2 separate regions of the Mus musculus genome follow, and region 1 is linked to region 2. The links are chromatin contacts, called in public HiChIP or PLAC-seq maps. All regions are on one chromosome and are shown on one strand. Each heading gives the region's core, a stretch centred on a gene start, on an enhancer-like site or on the middle of the called end of the contact. The rest is flanking DNA. Distances are from core to core; before and after follow the strand shown. Region 1 overlaps Pou2f2 (POU domain, class 2, transcription factor 2). Region 2 holds the start of Atp1a3 (ATPase, Na+/K+ transporting, alpha 3 polypeptide).

What was found. HiChIP or PLAC-seq counts read pairs in DNA pulled down with a chosen protein or histone mark.
Region 1: an H3K27ac HiChIP or PLAC-seq map of embryonic stem cells shows a contact between it and region 2, with 5 read pairs. The contact joins the enhancer-like site here to the promoter of Atp1a3 in region 2. A contact is called at or near these places in 1 of 39 promoter capture datasets (hippocampal neurons), 2 of 15 datasets of contacts at CTCF or cohesin (the NIH/3T3 cell line and stem cell-derived epiblast-like cells), 82 of 484 Hi-C or Micro-C datasets (the AML12 cell line, B cells, the Ba/F3 cell line and 42 more), 10 of 115 datasets of contacts at active chromatin or transcription factors (the HPC-7 cell line, astrocytes, bone marrow-derived dendritic cells and 3 more) and 2 of 9 other capture datasets (embryonic stem cells and pancreatic islet).

Annotation. Positions count from the first base shown.
Region 1 is chr7:25,084,853-25,091,441 of GRCm38.p6, forward strand. Pou2f2 (POU domain, class 2, transcription factor 2) reads right to left here. Exons shown (of 15, transcript NM_001163554.1): 15 at 6,262-6,589. Among named protein-coding and RNA genes, the nearest start is that of Mir6537, 9.0 kb to the right of the region's middle. Within about 2 kb of position 2,874, at least 33 of the 459 cell types and tissues checked have an H3K27ac peak or open chromatin away from gene starts, as enhancers often do. A contact at or near this core is called in the Ba/F3 cell line, the G1E-ER4 cell line, embryonic stem cells and 2 more, where this site is marked.
Region 2 is chr7:25,001,558-25,008,599 of GRCm38.p6, forward strand. It overlaps Atp1a3 (ATPase, Na+/K+ transporting, alpha 3 polypeptide), which reads right to left and starts at 4,380. Exons shown (of 23, transcript NM_001290469.1): 1 at 4,198-4,380. The coding sequence starts at 4,203.

The DNA of each region.
Region 1 (6,589 bases), core at 1,624-4,123, 82 kb after region 2:
TGCCTTACCTAATACGATTGTTCTTGTGTTTGGCCCCGGGCTGCCTCTGCTGGAATTACCAGCCCGTGCTATTTCACCCAGCTGCCTGCCTGCTTTATTTAGAAATTGTAGAAGCAAAGTAAGCAAGGGAATAGATCACTGCCCCACTGGTGGCTTGTAACACTTGACAAAAGAAAGCCAGCTAAGTAGACAGGGCATGTTGAGAACAGCCTGCTTGTCATTATGCTCCAGGTAGACGCATAGTGGCGGTGCCAAAACTAGAATGCTCTCGAGTCCATGGTTCTGACTACTGCCCCTTGAAGGTTGATGAAGATCTTCCTCAGCTATTGCTGACTTGCTGACGTAAAGGTTTCTTTGTTTTTCCTTGAATGGTTCTGAGGATGAAACCCAGGGCCTAAGCCCATCCACTTTACTTTTTATCCCCTTTCAGTCTTGCCCAAACCATGCACTACACACTATTTTTCAAAGCGTCAAGGCCCTCTCCCACTAATTTCTTCCATCTTCAGCCTTTCTTTTCCATTGGATCACCTGAGTCCCAGCACCTGTGTGCCAGACAGGACGCAACAAGGACAAAGGAAGCCCAGTGGCTCTGTTTTAAGGCCAGTTCTGATTCTCAGTGGTAACATCTAGTAGTCATCCCAGCCATGACCTGTAAAGTGACTATTGCAAATGAAACGTTCAAGGTGGCAGGATGATTTGAGTTGATGTCCCTCTAAGGAGGTGCATACGTTATATTCATCAGACTTCAGAGTCAGTGTGAGGTGGGTGGCCCTGGGGATTGAATCCCATGACGACCTCATTAGTGAGAAACCATTGAGCCATGCCCTCAGGCCCCTCCCCTTTTGAGCCAAGCCTTAGTAGGTAGCCCAGATTACTTCAAATCCTCAATCTTCCAGCTTTGGGTACGTTTATTTTTGAGACCAGATCTTATGCACTAGTGTTGGTCTCTCTGTAGCCAAAAATGATCTTGAACTCCTGTCTCTACCTCCCCCCAGTGCTAGGAGTAGAGGTTTGAGTCCCCAGACTGGCTTGGATTTATCAGCTTTTTTTTCCTTCTTATTCTCAAGTGTTCTTGTTGCATGTGCACGTGGAAGCTTGAGGACAGCCTCCCCTGTGGTCCTCAGAAACTCCTACTTTAAGACAGGATCTCTCATTGTCCTGCCCTGAAGTTCACCAGTGATGCTATACTAGCTGGCCATCCTGCCCCAAGGCGTCCACTTCTCTCTACTTTCCTAACTCCTAGCACTGGGATTCCAAGGGCACCAACATGCCAGGCATTTTTACACGAATTCTGGGGCTCTGACTCAGGTCCTTGCACTTCAGTGCAAACACAGGCAGGCACTTTATTGACTGAATTCTCCATCCAACCCATTGTCAACTCTTATTTTAAAGGTCTTTTTAGTTCCCTCTGGGGAGAACCCAGGGTAGGACATGGGCAGTATTGGCTGGTTCCCTGGCTTCTTGGTTCTTATTGAAGGCTGTATGCTAGAGAGCTAACAGTCCTAAGCATTATCTATCCATCCATCCATCCATCCATCTATCTATGTACGTATGTATGTATGTTTGTATGTATGTAAACAGTGAGCTGGGTCTCACTGTAGCCCTGGTTGCCCTGGTACTCTATGTAAGAGAGGCTGGCCACAGACTGCCAGCTGCTTCCTCCTGAGTGCTGGGATTAAAGGTGACCATCACTGCATCTAGCTGTCTGAATCATTTAACCATTCCATTCAGTTTCACAACCCCAGGAGTTGTCCTGTGTCTACTATAAAATGGCAGAACTGAGTTTTGGACACAGGAATTTGAATTATTCCTAAATTCCCCCAAGTTTTCTGAATGTAATTAAAAAAAAAAATCAGGCCTTCTAAGCACTGTGTGGTTAGGAGTGGGTTGTTTTCTTGTTTGTTTTGAGACATTCTCTTTTATATTTTGTTTTAAAATGTAGGAGTTCCCTGTCTGCATGTACACCTGCATTCCAGCAGAGGGCATCAGATCCCTTTATAGATGGTCGTGTGGGCCACCTTGTGGTTGGGGGTGGGCGGGGAGGGGGGATTGAACTGAAGACTGAAGTGCTCCTCCAGTGTCCTTAACCACTGAACCATCTCTCCAGCCCATCATTGAAGACACCCCCTCCCCCCTTCTCTGTGTAGCCCTGGCTGTCCTAGAACTCACTCTGTAGACCAGGCTGGCCTCGAACTCAGAAATCTGCCTGCCTCTGCCTCCGAGTGCTGGGATTAAAGGCGTGCGCCACCAGTGCCCGGCTTCACTGAAGACATTCTTAGGCCTATGTTGGCCTTGTACTTACCAAGTAGCTTATGAGCTTGGTGCTCAAGGCAGTCAGTCCTCTTTCTTCAGCCTTTCAAACCCTGGGCACACAGAGCCATGCAGCGTTCTTCTTGATCCTGTATTTTAACAGAGCAGTCTTCCCCTCCCCCCGCCACCCTGATTTAACTTCTCAGGACTCGGGAGGCCAAGGGACACCAGACATCAGTTCTCTCTGTACAGTTTTTAGTTTTTTATTTTTTTGATTTTGTGGTTCAGATGAATGACACAAGTTACAAAAACGGGGCCTTAAAAGAAGCACATTGTACAATGAACAAGCAGATTGAAGTTAAAAACACGGAAACACTAACCCGCTACCACAAGAAGAGACAGGGAAGGGATCGGGGAGGGGAGGGGAGGGGCTGCCAACACAGGGGTCTGACAACCAAAAGAGCTACCTCAATGGGCCTGGAGGGAAGGCAGGTCACTCCAGGGCCCCCACCCTGGCCCACTACTTACCAGGGCTCCACCTGGGCATTCAAGTGAGTCTGTAGAGGACAGCCACACCGAGAGGGTGGAGCCAGTCAGATCTTTACAAGGACAGTGCTCACTCTGCCCTAGGGCCTTGGCCTTGAGAAGGGATGGTGGCCGGCCATGGTGGGCTAATACCCGGAGCCAGGGTAGCTAAGCTGATCAAAAGACCATAACCCCAAAGATGCCTGCCTCCCTCCCCTACCCGGCTATGATCCAAAGGACCTCTGTTCAGGAGAAGCCACTGGCACCCTGCAATTACATAAATAAATAAATATTAAGCCCCTAGCCTTGGAGGACAGGTTGGGGGAAGGGCAGCAGGGCTAGAGAAGGCGGGGGCAGAGGAATGGGGGGGTTCACAGACAAAGTAAGTAGTCTCCATTCCAGCAACACTTCTCTGGATTTGTTTTTTTCCTTTGCTCCTTTTGTTTTTTAGGAAGGAGCTAACACCAAGGACAAATACTTAAAAATATACATTTTTTTTTTCCGCCTTTGTCATCATCGTCTTGCTTTGGAGACTGCTGAGGTCAAAGTTTAAACCACACAAAAGAACCGCGGTTTGAAGTTTTTGTGGGTTTCTTGTTTCTGTTTTCTTTTTTTGTTGTTTTTAAATTTTTTTGGGTTTTTGTTTGTTTGTTTGTTTTGTTTTGTTTCTGGTTTTGTTTTTGTTTTGTTTTTTTGTTTTTGGTTTTTTTTTTTTTTTTTTTTTTTTTTTTAGTTTTTAATTCTAACTTTTTTTTTTTCATTTTTTTTCCCCAACGTATAAAAAGGTAGCGGAGTTGTCTGTGGTTTTATTTTTTTTTTAATTTTTTTTTTATTTTTTATTTTTTTAAATGGTTAAATCTTTGGTTTGTTTCTTTTTTTTCTCTTGGAGGCCTTTATCTCTCGCACTTGCCTTTCCCACTCAGAGACCGGTGGGGGCCCGCGTGTCTCAATCGTGCTCATTTGTCTCACTCAGTTCTTACCCTGGGTGAGGGGGAGAGAGGCACCCTGGGAATGGGCTGGATGACAGAAACAGCCAGGTCAACAGGTCATGGGCCCCGACTTGACTAGTCCCTGGCTGGAGCGCCCCAGGGGAAGGGCTTGGAGACCCCGTACCTCCCCTCCCCTATACACACACCCAACCCCTTCCTCCCGCTTCTAGTCCCTACCCTGACCCCCAAGAAGGGAACAGAGAGGTGGTTTAGTTACTGGCATTATTTATTTATTTTTGGCACAAAAGGCCCACCGTCGAGGGCAGACCAGCCTCTCTCTGTTCCTCCCTTAAGCAGGGGTCAGGGCTGGGAGAAGAGAAATTCAAAGCTCTTCTCCCCCTAGTCCACTCACCTCTCCCCCAGCCCAGGCCCCGGGTCCACTGCCTGATGTCCAAGCTGGTGCAGAGCCTGGCCTGGGGTCTCCCTCCCCACTCCAGTGAAACTCCCTAGCCGTCCAACTCTCTCGCTCACACACAGACACACGGACACAGGCTCTGTACAGACCACAAAATAAAAACGATGAGATAGTTTTGTTTCCTGGAGTCGGAGACTGGGGTGACTGGAGTGGAAGGGGCAGGTGGGGGTGGGAGGGACTGGCAGTCCCCGCCCCCCCACCTAACCAAACCTGGCTCCGCCCAGCCCCCAGCCCCTTGCCCTGGCTGGCCCCCAGCCAACGATATTTGGTTTCTTTTTTTTTTTTTTAACATTAAAGTTCTATGAGGTATTTGGTGCCTTATCTCGAGTCCTCGGGGGAGAGGGGCCCGAGGTGAGGGGAGACGTGGGGCTCACCTGCCCCTCCAGCCCACCCTCCCACCCCCCTCCCGATATTTGGTTTCACAGCTGTAGTTAAAGCTTGGGATTTGGTTATTTTTTCCCCCTCCTAGGAATTTTTTCCTTGTTTTTCATTTCCCAGTGTGGGGGTTGGATGAGGAGGGTCCCCACCACCCCCAGCTGCATGGGGGTTCCCTCCACCAATGTCAGGGCGTCTGCCCCATCCCTGCCCCTGTTTCCTCCTCTCTTTGCCCCACTCCTCCACACTAGGGTGGGGACTTGATCAGGAAGAAGCAGGATAAATTGGGTGGTGGTGAGTCCCGGATTTTCTTTTCTTAACTATTTTTTTCCCCTTTTCTTTTTTTGGTCTAGAATCATGGTTTCTGTCCGAGTCATCTCCACCGTGCCTTCCACGCTGCCTGTCTTCTCAGAGGGTTGGTTGTTGTTTGTTCTTCTGGTTGTCATTCCTTCATTCTGCTCTGTTCAAATGTCTTCCTATAAAGGTCAGGAGCCCCTGGGCCCCTCTGCACCCTTGGGTTGAGTCCGGGCCCACTCGCTAGCCGCTTTCCAGGAAATTAAAATGGACAACTTCAGAGGTAGGATGAGGGCAGGGGCTGGGGGAGGGGGCGGGATCGGTTCAGTAAAGATGCTTACTACATTCCAGCGAGGATGGGTGGACGAGGTGCCCCATTGGTGCCTGGGTGGGAGGGGCAGCCACTCCACCCAAGGCCCTGCATTGGCCTAGAGTTAGTTTCTGCTGCCTCTGTAATCCAGCCCCGACAGTTTTGTTCTGGGTGAGAGAAGGGAGACCAGAAGAAAAGAGAACGCTGAGGCTTGAGGGCTCTGGCTGCCTCTCCTCGGAGTGTCCAGGATGGAAGGGGGCCCAGGCCATTGCCCGGCTCTCCCCTCTCCCCTTCTCTGCCCCTGCCCAGCCAGGGGCAAGGGTCACTCTGATTTCAATGGCTCGCGTCCTTCACAGCAACACTTTGGTTTGAAGAGAGAAACAGAAAGGAGGTCAAGAGATATGACAGAAGAACAAAGAAGTGGGGAGGAGAGGAGAGAAGATGAAGGAGAAGAGGAGGAGGGGGAAGAGGAGGAGGAGGAGGAGGAGGAGGAGGAGGAGGAGAAGGAGAAGGAGAAGAAGAAGAAGAAGAAGAAGAAGAAGAAGAAGAAGAAGAAGAAGAAGAAGAAGAAGAAGAAGAAGAAGAAGAAGAAGAAGAGAAGAAGAGAGAAAGAACGAGAGAACGAGAGAACAAAAACAAATTTTAAAAAAATCAGGGAATCAAACCACCCAACAGTTGGTTTTCCTTCGTCCATTCTTTTTGCTTCTCCTTTTTTTTTTCTTTTAAAGCTTTTTCGGTTGATTGGCAGGGAGGGAGCTTGGGGTCTCTTTCACCCATGTCCCTGACACCCTTTCTCAGCCCCACCCACCCGCTTCCATCCACCCTGGCTGAGGGACAGGCCCTGCCCCAGCCGCACCCCCCTCCGGCTTTCCGAAGACGACGTCCATGAGGTATTTGTGAAGAGAAAGAAGCGTCCATCGTTCCATCCGCCCCGGCAACCAAAGGCCTGGATCACCCTGCAGGGCTTGGCTCCATCTTGCGGCTCATTCTTGTCTTGAAGAGTCCACATCTTCTTTCCCATATATATATATATCTATATATATATCTATAAATTCTTTTTTCTAGTTTTAATTTATTGTTTGTTTGGTTTTCTGTTTTTGTTTTTTGTTGGGTTTTGTGTGTGTTTGTTTGTTTGGTTTGGTTTTTTTTTTTTGGTTCAAAACTTTGTTGGCCTCCATGGTAGGAGGGCATGGTGGCTCCCAGTAGCATCTCCTCTGTCCACTGTTGAGATTTGTCCAGAGCTAGGCAAATACAGGGTCCAGCCAATACTCGTGGAGGTCTCGTGGGAGTGGTAGCCACTTGCATGGGGAACCACAGGTCATAGTGATGTCACCACCATGTGGTTCTGATGGAGATGCCATCCGGAGGAGCCCACCACTGGGGTGTGTGCGTGTGTGCATTGGAAGGTGGGGAGGGAAGGGGACAGGAGAG
Region 2 (7,042 bases), core at 3,130-5,629:
TTATTATTATTGTTAATAATAATAATTCTAATAATAATTATTATTGTTGGAATTATTATTAATTCTAACTATTATTGTTGTTATTATTATTAATTCCAATAATAATAGCTATTATTATTATTATTGGAAATGGGCTCTTATTTTTTTAGCCAAAGCTCTTCCAGAAATCACTATAGATCCCAGATGAGAACTCATGACAATCCTCCTGCCTCAACCTCCCAAGTGGTGGGATTATGGTCATGAACTACCATGTCCAGCTTTTGTGTGTGTGTGTGCACATGTACATTTGAGACAAAGTCCTATATAGTCTAAGCTGGCCTTGACCTTCCTATATAGTCAAGGCTAAAACTTGAATTTCTCATCCTCCTGCCTCCACCTCTGCAGGGCTGGGATAACAGGCCTACACTACCATGCACTGTTTACACAGTGCTAGTGACTGACTGACAGAACCCAGAGCTCTGTGTAAGGCAGGCAGGCAGGCAGGCAGGCAGGCAGGTACGCTGCCCACTGAGCTGCCCTCCTAGCATTCTATGTATCCTTTGTCTTCTTCTTGGGCCTCTTGAACTTTCCAGATTTTGTGGCCAACTCTCCTCTTTTGATCTGTATTTCTAACTTGCCAGCTCATCTCTGTCTCTTTCTACCCCTGCCCCCTCGCCTAGCTGTGCCTCATCTAGGCAGCTCTTCTCCTCCCTCTCTCCCCTCCTTTGATGCTGTCTTTGAGTATGAGCCTGCCTCGTCTCTTTTTAGTCCCTGGCTCTTCCCATCCCCGAGCCTCTGGGCTCCTCTCTTTCCCAGAGTCTGCTGGGATTGCAGATCATCTCTGAGGGCCTGTGTTGGCTGTTGATTTGCTCTGTCTGGGTGTTGCAGTTGTCATCTCTTGAGAGTATTTCCTGAGGTCACTGTCTAGTTCTCACCTCTCTTCTCTGGGTTGTCTGTCACTCTAGATCTTTCTCTGTCTGTCTGTCTGTCTCTGCTCCTATCTCATTCTGGAATCTTCCTCTCTCCCTCCCTCTATGTATCTGTCTCACTCTAGAGTCTTCTCTCTTAGAATATTCTGTCTATCTATCTGTCTGTCTATCTGTCTGTCTATCTGACTATCTATCTATCTATCTATCTATCTATCTATCTATCTATCTATCTATCTATCTATCATCTCCAGCAGGTGTCTCACTATGTAGAACAAGCTAGTCTCAAATTCCTGATGTCCTTCTTTCTCCTGCCTCTTAAATGTCTGTCTGTCAGGATGCCCAGCTCTGTGTCTGTGAGTCTGTCTCTCCCTGCTCTACTTATTTCTCTCTTCCTGCCTTTGGTACCTGCTTTTCCAGCACAAGGTCTCCGTGGAGGTCACTGCCTGTCTCCCCAGCTCTTTGTTTGACCTGAGACTGTGGATGTCTCAAAGGACTCAGACGATCTTGGGAGACCACACACACACACACACACACACACACACACACACACACACACAGAGCCAGGCAAATCATGAGAGGAGAGGGCACTCCAAATGACATGGGACAAAGGCTCTCCCATGGGAGGCAGTGTGCCACATGTAAGTAGTCATTCCCAAGAGACTCCATGGACAAGATATGAACCTGACTTCTCTCCTGCAGACAGCTGTGTACTGCAGACAGTCTTGAACGGGCATGGGCATGCTCTGCCCTCGAGGAATAAGTAGGAATTGGGAGGGGGTAGATTTGGGGTATGGAAGAGCAAGAAAAAAAAGCCTTAGGTCTGAACTGAATTCTTATTTGGTGGCCTGGGCAGGTGGGGAGCGTGGTGTCCGAGGCTGGCAGGAGAGGTGGGCTGAGGCAAAGGGATGCTGACAGATCCTGCAGGCCCAGGGCCAAGCTGGGATCGGAGGCTCAGTGCAGCTCAGCGCTAATCTCCTCGTGACCTTGTAGCAACCAGACTTGCCTGCTGTCTGCCCCCAGACCCAGAGCTGCCTTCGGAACCTAGAGAAGGGCTGTAGCCCTGGAAGCCTGGGACCACCAAGGAAGAGTGCACCGGGGAGCTGGGAGCTTGGCTCCAGGCCAGCCCTGCAGCAATACTGCGTCTCAGACAAGGAGGCACGTATGGGCTGCAGGGCGTTGTGTCAGCCCCCGCAGATGAGGCAGACATGTGGAGGGATGTGAAAACAGCCAGTCTTGAGGTCAAGGGGAGAAGTGAGCCGGGTGGCAGGGGAATCAGCTGCCCTGTCCCCAAATCACTGGGAGCTGCAGTGTGGGTCTTTATGAGAAATAGAGGGCTCAACTTCTGGCTCCGACACAGAAGGTCTGGGGCCTGGACTCCTAGGTGTGAGGGAGGATGCTGGGCCTGGCCTCCTGAGTCTGAGGGAATGGGTTGAAGGCCTGAACCCTCATATCTGAGAAGGGAAGACTGGGAGTCCAGTCCCCTGGGAGGACAGTCGCATCCATGTCCCCAGGGACCAAGCCTCAGCTTCTTCTTGCCCTTGCCATGAGCAGATTCCCCTAGGGTGGCTTCCATCTGTTGGCATGAGGAACTGAGGCGTTCCCAGGAAAGACAGGAAGCTCAGATGGGCACACTGCAGGGTGGGAGCACCTCTAGGGGTGGGGGCTCTGTCTGCCTCATTGCAGCCTGCCACTGCAGCTCCTAGCCATTTTCCACGGCGTCCGTCCACCTCCTTGAAACCTGCATGGCTCACGCAGCCTCTGCCCTCCCCACCCCCATCTCGGGGTACCTGCCACTGTCTTTTCTAAAACCTTGACCAAGGCCTACCTTGACCTCCCGGTCTAACCTCTGCCTCTTCTTTCCACTACTCAAGTGTATTTTTTATTTGTTTGTTTGTTTGGTTGGTTGGTTGGTTTCTTTCAGTTTCTCCTTTGGTCTCTCTGTGTCTTTCCACGTCTGTCTCTCTCTTTGTCTCGATGTCTTGTCCCTTTTTTTTTTTTTGGTTTTCAATGTCTCTTTCTGTTTCTGCCTTGTCTGTCTCTCTCACATCTAAATCATTTCCTTCCCTTCCCATCCCCATTTCTCTAAGACCCCCCTTTCCCAAAGCCCTGCGCCCTCTCTTCTCTCCCAACCATCCGTACCCCCCCCACTTCATTCCACTTACCTGAAAGCCATCACTGACTCTCACTTCCCCCTTTCTCTCCTAACCCTCCCCCATCTAGCCCTCCCTCCCATCCCCCCTCACCCACCCAGCCCACAGATCTGCAGTTCCATCCCCCATCTTCATCCGTAGGCCCTTCATCCGCCATCTTTCTCCCCACCGTTCATGTTCCCTTTGGCTCCCCATGCTGACCCCTTTCTCTTTACCCGGGGAGGGGTCCCCCCAATCCATCCACTTCCTTCTCTGACAGCCCTCCCCAAGCCCCACCCCAGACACACAGGGAGGAATCCAGAGCTGCTGCAGGGGTCAAGTGGTCGGTCAAGGAAGGAGGCTGCATCTGCTGGAGAGATGCACAGACAGAGAAGGACACACGGACACGGAGGCAAGGACATAGCAGGCATGCGAGCTCCCCCCACCCCCACCACACGGCTGTGCTTGCACACCCTCAGCCAGGCACTTGTCTGCCAGCCATCTCCTGCTCCTCCCCCTCTTCCCAGCCCTCATGTCTGTACGCGCCCCCCCCCCCCCAGATTAGGGGCTGCGAAACCTCTGCAGCCCCAGGTCTGTCACTGCAGATCACCCTTATCCAGGTCTGCAAGGAGAAAGAGAGGTCATCTTATGTCTAACTCATAACCTGTATCTGTCTCCATTGAACCAGGGGAGGGGATGGGGTCTTGATGACCCCTAAACACTGGCATAGCTCTCAGACACACCCAGACAGGTAGCGGGCTTTGAGATGGGAGGGGGTGCACAGATGGCTGCAGACCCTGTTAGGGCTGCATTAATTAAGCCGGAAGCACGCGCACACACATTCGCCCTCAAGCATTTGCACTCGTGCCGCCACACTCATGCAAGGGGCACACGAGCAACCGCACAAGGTCAAACCGAGATGCTAAGGGCCAGCCCTCCGCCCCCCCGTGGACAAAGCCTCCAACATGCGCCACAGATTCCCCCTTCGACTCAATAGCCCACTTTCCCAGCCACACAAACTAGTCAGGTCAGCCGGCTCCCGGGTCCCCGCAGACTCGGCCCCAGGGCTCAGGAGGGCAGGAGACCCCAACTCCGGCACACAGCCAAAGTCACTGGACACGATGTCACGCACACAGAGTCCAGCCGACCCCTGCACCTACCCCCATCTTGGCGGCTCCGCGGGAAGAGCGGCGTTCAGACTGATGAGCGGTGGCCGCAGGATGGGCTCAGGCGCGGGCTCGGGCTGGGGGCCTCTGCAGCGCCCGCGCCGCGGTGGGAGCGTGCGTCTGTCGGTCCGTGGGTCCCACCGCACAGAGGCTGCGGCGGCCGGGGCCTCCGCCTCCTCATATGCCCGCGCCCGCGGGGGGAGGCGGCTCCGGCCAATCAGGAGCAGTACTGAGCAGACGGACAGCTTGCGGCCCGGCCCCCAGTACTGCAGCTGTACTCCCCCTTCCCCCCCTCACCGCTCCAACCTTGTTTCTGCAAAGTGGCGGCCACTGAGAAGCTGAGCACAGTGCGGGGGGGGGGGGTGATCCCGGACATCCCCAGGGTGGGGACTCAGAGACCCCCCCTCAATATAGGGAGGTATCTTAGGGACCGAGGCTTTGAGGGTGAGGCACCCTGGAATCTGCCTCCTTCTGGGAGTGGGGTAGATACAGGGTGGGAGGAAAGGCCCAGTGAATTGCAGTAATGCAGGGCCCCAGAGTGCCACCATCTTGCAGTATGTAGAAGGGACCCCAGGAGTCTATGTTTGACACTGTTCAGGAAGAAGATAATGCCTGATGGGGAGACATGTGGAGGGGTGTTGCGGAGGTGGGAGGGGGTCCTAATATCCTCTGCACTGTGTCCCCATGACTGAACTACCAAAGATGCATCACCACACACAGCACAAAGGAGACACAAAGCCACAAGAACATACCAGGGGGCCTGGAAATGCCCCCACCATGCAGGTACCACCATCACCTCCACGTGTACCACCAAAGGCTCTCAACCACATCCCAGTCACACCACACACACACCACCACCACCACCACCACCACCATGATCTTTCAACCAGAGGCTCAAAAACCAGCCAAAGGAGAATCTATAAAGAGCTCACACCCATCACACCACAAGAGAAACCCAGTCACGATGCGGAAGTGCTGTGGAGAGCCCACGCCCTCAGAACACCACCTCACAGACTCCCATCACACACTGCACCACAGCTGACCTTGCACCATCTCACACAGAGAGCCAAGAGATTGCTTCACTTAGCACCATTGCGCAAGCATAAGACCCACATTTCCTCCAGACACTCACAGAGGCCTCTGTGGCCACTGGCGCACAAACATACAATACCATCAAACACACTTGCACATACCCCGGTGTGTTTGGGGCATGAGAAAAGGCTTGCTGTACAAACAGGCCAGATAACTGCTGTGAATGACAGGCAAAAAAGTGCACACACTCACACATAACAGAGTCATTCAGAACTCAGCCACGAGAGACCATCTCACACATCCTACATTACTGCGCTGTCATGATGCAGGAGTTTGTTGCACCTTCAAACATATCCCAATGCTCCTACCCACACACCACACCCACATCCCCGTGTGTATAAAAGGATGCGCTTGTGTCCCGCCTCCTGCTTGTCCATGCTCTCAGGCCTGCCTCTCACACACAGCACCCATTATCCTCCTCATCCGAGCCTGAGGAGTCAGTCTCCCATGCCCACCTTGACAACATTTTGCTCATGGGAACATTTTAGACTCTCTCTGGGGATGCTGGTAGAAGACAGGGGTGGGGAACGAGAACTCTGGCCAGGAGCAGGGAGTGAGTTGACTATGCAGGGTTTGGTGCATGCTAAGATTAAGGATCTGATGGCCATGGTGGAACATGCCTTTAATCCCAGCACTCAGAAAAGCAGTCTTTATGGCAGATCTTTATGAGTTCAAGGCCAGCCAGGTCTTCACAGAAAGCACCAAGACAACCAGGAAATACATGGTGAGACCTTGCTCAAAAAGGGGTTTGAGGAGTAAGATGATCCTGACCTCAAGGGGACATGGGAAAGGAGGGACACAGAGACACAGAGTGATGGCCTTGGGCAGGAATAGAGATAGTACCACATTAGAAGGAGGAAGGGGGCTTCCCCCAGCACCTAGAGCTTCATCACAACCCTGTTCTCTGGCCCATTCCCATCCCTCCTGCGGTCCCCTGTTGCCATGGTAACAGGGAGGCTGACTCTGCAGCAAAGGAGGTTGGGCCTGCAGATCCGGCTTGTTGCCATGGAGACAAGGGAAGGAGAAGGAGCCCCACCTTTCAGCACAGGTGCAGGTGTCTGAGGGGGGGGGGGTCTCAGACACCCCTTCCTCAAGTCTGTTCCTTACCCATGGGATGGAGGGATTTTTACCAACATTTATTCATTTATCCTTTCCTTCTCTCAAGATGTAATAAGCCTGGAGGTCTGTGCCTGGTCCACAGAGGACAGGTTAGAGATGCAGGGAAGGGCTGGGGCGGGTGGAGGCAGGAGGGTCGTAGATCTCAGGAGATGCATGCTCCTCCTGCCTTCTAACTGGGCTGGAGGTCCCACCCCAGACACAGGCTCAGGCTCCTTCATGTAATTCTTCCTTAGACACAAGGCTGACTAAACTGATGACTGGTGCATAACGCTCCCAATGCGAGACTCTGCAGAAGGGGGGTGGGGAGACTTTGGAAGGTCACAGGGATGGAGGAGGGCGGAAGAGCTCAGTGAGAGGAAGAAGGGGGAGAGAGAGAGGAGATACGGACAGGAACCACCTAGATAGAGAATTACAGAGGCATGACAGAGGATTTGCCAAGGCAGAGATGAACGAACAGCCAGGGAGACTGTGGCAGGCATGTTCAGTGAGGGTGACAGAGACACAGGGCACCTTAGATTGCTGGGCAGAGGATAGGTTTGCCAAATGTAGAGAGAAAAAGAGGATAAATTCGGTGGGTTCAAAAATAGAGAAGAGCACAAAGAGAGGGGGGTGCAAACAGAAAAATCCG